Regions from separate parts of the Zea mays genome. Here region 2 is linked to region 1. The links are chromatin contacts, called in public Hi-C maps. All regions are on one chromosome and are shown on one strand. The core of a region is the stretch at or near the end of the contact, and the rest is flanking DNA. Distances in the headings are between cores, read along the strand shown. Region 1 holds the start of LOC100279089. Region 2 holds the start of LOC606479 (protein disulfide isomerase 8).

What was found. A called contact is a pair of places that touch in the nucleus more often than the background predicts.
Region 2: a Hi-C map of bundle sheath shows a contact between it and region 1, with 2.0 times the contacts expected there. The contact joins the promoter of LOC606479 here to the promoter of LOC100279089 in region 1. A contact is called at or near these places in 7 of 25 Hi-C or Micro-C datasets (bundle sheath, ear, endosperm and 2 more).

The regions. Positions count from the first base shown.
Region 1 is chr7:129,643,148-129,646,448 of Zm-B73-REFERENCE-NAM-5.0, forward strand. It overlaps LOC100279089, which reads right to left and starts at 1,595. Exons shown (of 12, transcript NM_001350278.1): 1 at 964-1,595; 2 at 1-141. The coding sequence starts at 1,044.
Region 2 is chr7:129,801,741-129,804,900 of Zm-B73-REFERENCE-NAM-5.0, forward strand. It overlaps LOC606479 (protein disulfide isomerase 8), which reads left to right and starts at 1,848. Exons shown (of 9, transcript NM_001112334.2): 1 at 1,848-2,020; 2 at 2,116-2,274. The coding sequence starts at 1,901.

The DNA of each region.
Region 1 (3,301 bases), core at 345-2,844:
AGCCACTGACTGGTGCAGCTGGACCCTAGTCCGATTGGCATCGTCCACCTTCCTGCGGTAGACTTCCAGGCACTCTCTTTCGATGTCCAGCAACGCCTTGTTCTTCTCGCCCTCACTTTCCCCTACTTCTGCCCAGATTTGCTGATCGCAAGAACCAGCATTGCACGAGTTAATGAGCAAACACTAGAATAGTATTATTACTTGGATTATTAAATACAGATAAAAAGGACACATGCAGTTTCAGAGTACATTTTGGTTAGTCTGGCCTAACTCATGAACTATCTGACCAATAATAGCAATATTAATTTGTAAAGGTAAACGGTAAAGCTCAATTAGGTTAAAAAGAGTTGCTATTGTCCCATCTTAACTGCCTGCTTGCGCTAGCAGAGCCAGCCGGAATAGCCTTTTCGATTGCTCAAGAAGACAAGAACCATAAAGGTGGAAAAAAAGGAGAGCCGTCCACAATAAAGCTACTGCACTGCATCAGGGAATTCGCCTGCCGAGCAGAGCAGTTCACCGCCCGGAAAAGGAGAGAATACAGAGAAAATCGCCTTGCATAACTCAAGGGGCGGATTTTTTTTTTCTTTTCTTTTAACTTCTCTGCAACCATGGGAAAAAAAAACTAAACAGCTGAAGAAACCATGGAACACACAGCTCTGAAGCTGCCAGTGTCATTTTATCTGTATTTATTTGGACTGAAGAAACAAATGACAAAAACCAAACACAGAGGTTCTAGGCAACTAAGAACTGAAGAAACCCAAAAAAAAGAAATTTGGCGATAAAATCTGTAGAATTGCAATTTTTTCACCCAGTTAAACGGGACAAAACCTGAACACGCGCCAAGAGGACGGGTTAACGAAGCACCACGAGGGAATCTCGGAACACGAAGCTAGCAGTGGCATTTAGCAAGCACGCGGGATAAATATGGCAAAAAAAAACGAGTTTCTAAAGCAAGACGAGTACCTGAAGCTCTCTGAGCAGAGCACCGCAGCTGGTACCTGGTTCCATGCCCGAGCCCGAGCCCAAGCCACCGACGCCCAGCATTGAAGAAGCAGAGCAGGCGCAAAGGAGACAGACCTTCGCTCTCCAGTCCCCAGGGACCAGCAGAACGCCGGGGACACGAGCGAGGAGGAGAGAGAGAAGTGAGAGGAGCGGGCAGGCAAGGCAAGCAAGGTTTCAGACTCCCTGGCCCATGGACGGACGCTGAGCTACGGCCTGAGCTAGGCGCCTAGGCCATGGGCAAAGGTGCAGACTGCAGACGAACTTTCTAGCTTCCTATTCCCTCGTCGCCTTGGGATGGGAGAACAACCATACCAGTGATACCACATACCAGCGGCGTACCGAAAAGGAGGCACCGACCGAATGGCAGCAACAGCAACTCTCTCTCAGGGTCAGGGGCCAGAGAAGGTCTTTTTTCATGGTGGGTTTTGGAGTTTCAAGGTGCAAGCCATCTCTGTCTCTCTCTCTCTTTTTATTTTCTTTCTTTTTCTTGCTGCTACGTGAAGCGGTGAAGGGTGAGAGAGAGACCGTGTCTGCAGCTTTTCTCTTCCTCCCAGTTTTGGTTAGTTGGGACTTGAGAGTATTTGCTCTAGTAGGTGGTTTAGGGTGGCTCTTCGCTTGTTTTATGCTGGCTGGGGAAGGTTGGGAATGAGCCACGGCAGACGGCACTGAGAAGCTATCGAGAAGAGATGGAGGGAGGAGGAGGGGTAGAGGGGGCAACGGATGGTGGCCTTTGTTTGCAGTTATTATTTATTAATGGTGTGGTGGTGAGGTGTGCGCCCTGAGGTGTGCATGGATTGGAAGATTCCCCCCAAACTTTTGTCCAGACGACTCCAACAGATGTGGTTTGGGGGCAGTGGTCTTAAAAAACTAACGGAGTGTTTGGTTTGAGGAATGATGTAGTTCATTATCTTTCTACTCCTTACTTTTTTTGTTTGGTTTGTAGAATGGAGTGAGTTAATCCATCACCACCTCATTTCTCATAGTTAGTTTATTTAGTACTAATATGTGGAATGAAGTCATTCCACCAAATTTGAGCAATGGATCCATGATGCACCACTTTATTTTGGATAGAGTGATTCATCAAACCAAACACCTCATAAAAAGATTGATATGAGCCGCTCAGGAAATGATAGTGCACCAATGCACCATACTACTATTTAAATATGGACATAAAAAACTAAGAGATAAAACAACTACTATTTTGAAAGGGCACGAAAGCGTTGCAGGGGCCCTCCTAACTACAATGAGTGTTACCGGGTTAACATTACGTTAATATTAGGAATGACCTTCTAATATTAGACATAAACTAAACACTTACCTACGAAAATTGAGCATGTCTAACCTTCGTCTGTGGCATCTGGGACAGTCAACCAAACACACGCTTAATGTTTCGTGTCCTTGCCGCAAGTTGCAGGGAAGAGAAATCACTGGATCCACCTGACCGCGCCTTGCCCTTGATGTTGCGACGGAAGATACGCATGGGATCACGTGAGGCCGCTATGTACAGTGCTACTCTTCTCTCCGGCACGGCAAGCATGCAAGTCGGTGGTGCGGCCGGAAAGGCAGCCGCAATCTTACTCACTCACGTGGTACGTACCGGACTTGCTACGGGCACTGTTCTCTGCGGAAAATGGCAGCGAAATCCCAAAGAATTTAGGATCCCGTAATGCATGCAGCTCGTTCCATTATTCCGCTCCTGGCATGAACTCGGTCGGTCCGGTCGTCACGCTCGGCTGCTTGATTGTCTACGGGTACCGGATCACTATCACAACGCGGTGCATCGTGCGTAGTCTGCACTCTGCAGCAGGTACAGAATCACTATCGCATTCGCGAGCACATTATTGTCGACGATATGATCAGCCATGGGATGGGAGTCAAAGGCGGCTCTCCTTGAGCAAACCGTATGTGTCCTCCGCTCTTCCTGCACCCGTGCGCGCGTGGGCAGTGCAGCAGCGGGCTCGGGTCAACTACTCGCTAATATAAGCTCAGCCTCCTCCGGCCTTCATCATGCATTCGTTTGATGATGATGATCCTCCAAACAGAGAGCAGCCAGCGCAGCTTCAGTACGTCTGTCAGCTTGATTAATCGTGGCGCGCGTCGACGTCAGCGCGGACGATCGGGAACGGATGATGGATCCAACGCGACCGGGGGAGGCAAAATTTAAAGAGAGGGCTCTGAGGTTGACGCCGGACCGAACGCCCGCCCACCACCACCACCACACAGTGACCCCGGCCGGTTTTGAGACGGGCCTGTGTGTGTCGCGTACGCACTGCGCTGCCGTTTTGCGTTGCATGGGACG
Region 2 (3,160 bases), core at 598-3,097, 160 kb after region 1:
TATATTTTATACAATATGCTTAAGCATAAATGAAAACCGTAGAAACATACACGCACTTTGGTAGTACTAATTAATTATGAGTCTTATATTTAACATGATGGTGACTCGTCGATGTCAAGGCGTCTCGATGAATCATCGTGACTCGGTAGAATTCAAAAAGTTAGGTGTCCATGGAATTCTAGACTATGGTGAAGCTTTTGGGCTTGGTCTTAGTGGAGGTAAAGCTACGACGAACTCGAAACGCGAGATCAAACCCTAACAATGGCGATCGAGCTCTGAAACGTTGCGTTCGAGTATCTAGAAGGCTAGGGCTTGATTGGATGGAGCAGAACCCTAACAAATGTTCCTCGAGTAAGCAGTAACGATCCTCAAACTTGGTATGCAGTGTCATTTGGATCCTCGAACTCAAAAAGCTAGTAAAACATGTTCTCTAACTTAGGGTGTGTTTGGTTTGGCTTTTGCCTCCTAAAAGCCAAACCAAATGACTGGATCCAGGAAGCAGCTTTTTTAAAAAGCCGACTTTCTCGCAATGTAAAAATGAAAGCACCTCTGACCTACTTTTAGTGGTTTTCGGATGGAACTGTGAAAACATAAATTGAAGAATTTTTAACGGCTTTTAGTGGTTTCCACCAAACGGGTTTTAGCTTTTTAACAGCTCATAGCCCACAACAGCTTTTTTCACAGCTCACAGCCCACAACAACTTTTTTCACAGCCAAACAAACAGACTCTTAGTGAGCCCATATAAAACCGTTTGAAATAAGGTTTTCTCAAACTGGATGCCGACGTGGCGTGCTACGTTGAGCACACTAATCAAAGTTTGGGGACCCAAATGACACAATATATTAAATCTGGGGATCCAAGTGACAGGACATGCTAAGTTTGGAGACCACGCCACGTCGACATCCGGTTTGAGCAAACCCGTTTTTGGATGGTTGTGTATATGGGTCGTCTAAGTTAGAGGATCCGTTGGTTTTTCGATTTCGGTGACCCAAGTGACACAACGTGTCAAATTCGAGGAGCATTGTTGCATTTTACTCAATCTTTCCTCTAATAAGATTCTCCTTTTTCATTTCTCTACGTATAAGTTAAATTTCAAGTTCATATTTTTTTGAGGTGATTCACGACATTATCTACGTTACAAAAATATGTTTAAACAAATTTATCATTATTTCATATTCAGTTTTGTACCATTAAAAATATGATCTTATTTGATAGCTAACCTATCAAAACAATTTTAAAAATCATAATATAATGTTCTAGGCTAAGTTATGACATTAGCTAAAAAAATGGAACTAAAAACTCACTTTGTACATAAAAAATAAAAATATAAATTTTACTAAAGGGTAGATTAATCAAACTCAAATAGGTGGAGGGGGTAAAATGAACTACAAATTACTTTATGGGGTTATATGAATATTGTTTATAGGTGAGAGAGTAATTTAGACTTTTTTCTAATATAATTTGTGACACATACGATCCATTTTGCGACTTTGGATCCTATTACTGGGCTGAGACTGCCGACCGCTTGGTAATTTAGCTCGATCCGGCCCATCATGTGTTTTTCGCGTCCTTTCTTTCAAAAGGACTTTCGGACCATATTCTCCACACAAAAAAGGCTTTCGGACCATATTTTGTGCAGACCCCAAACAAGATGCTCCGAGGCCGCAGTCCGGACCAATGGTCCAATCTCCAACTCCAATGCCCTCGCGCCAGCAAGAGAAGCCACTCCGACGTGGACAAACCACAGACGTGGAGGGCATCGATTGGTCTGCACACGCGTCCGTCTCTTAGCGAGGATGCAGGCTTAAATCGCAGCACCACTGCGAAACCCGATCGCTAGTCGTCTCGTCACTGCCGTTTGATCCCTCCACCCGTTTCCAGAAGCTTCGCGGCTCCGTCATGCGTCCCGCCGTCGTCACGGTGCTCCTCCTAGTAGCAGCGGCCGCCTCGCCGGCCGCCGCACTCTACTCCGCCGGTTCCCCCGTCCTCCAGCTCAATCCCAACAACTTCAAATCGAAGGTCTCGCCCGACTCCCACTGCCCCTTCAGCAACCAGATCGGCGCCTCCATTTTAGGTTCTCTCTGATCAGTGTGCCGCCTTTCGCTTTAGTGCAGGTGCTGAACTCGAACGGCGTGGTGCTGGTTGAATTCTTCGCGCCGTGGTGTGGGCACTGCAAGCAGCTGGCGCCGGCTTGGGAGAAGGCTGCCGGCGTGCTCAAGGGCGTTGCCACGGTCGCAGCGCTTGATGCCGATGCGCACCAGGCGCTCGCGCAGGTGAGCGTGCCTCCTCATTCACCTTGTTCCCATGTAATTCGTCCACGGGCGTCCGAGTTGACCTGATTGTTCAATGGAGTGATCTCGGCATCACTTCCTACGATTGTACGGTAGTTTGGTCGCATTAGGTGATAATTTCCTAGACTAATGTGCAGTGTCACACCAATACTTGGATTCCATATATAGATGCTAAACCAGGGATGGGAACAGGTTTTATTAATTTGTTCTGATCCTCAGCAGTGCATTGCAACACTTATCTGGTGGTTTAGGTCTAGGAATGGTAAATTTATTGGCATTCAGTGCATCTAAATTTTTTTAGTATTTGTTTAAAATTTAGCACTGTGCATAAGTTGGAGGTTGGAGCACATGTCATATTTGTTATGCATACGTAACTGTTGTATGACAAGAGAACGAAATATGGCGATTCTTCACAGAAAGTTATTTTAAGAGGGAGGGAGGGGTGAAATTCTTGTTCCGTTACTATTAATGAAACCATCTTCTGTATAGCAAACTTTACGTATTGGTTTCTTTAGTTAAGCTATTATAATTTAGCAGTTTGTGAGTGGTTTTGACTTTTGAGTTACTGTTAGTTATGAACTTGCATGTTGAATTGGCAATTTGTTGATAAATCTGATGAAAATTTTGCATTGACTAGAATTTTATATCCTTTAGCGCATATGTTTAAGAGTTTTGTTAATGCTTTGACGATAACTTATTGCTAATGTGCCTCTAAAACGTACATACAATAAAATATTCATAACAAATTAATGTCAGCTGCAATAAGCCCTGTGGGACAGCAAAGAAGACAGACAAACTCAGGGTAAACAATATGATTGAAACTAATTCTGGTCAAGTGACCCCAGATCAGGATATCTTCTTTTTATAC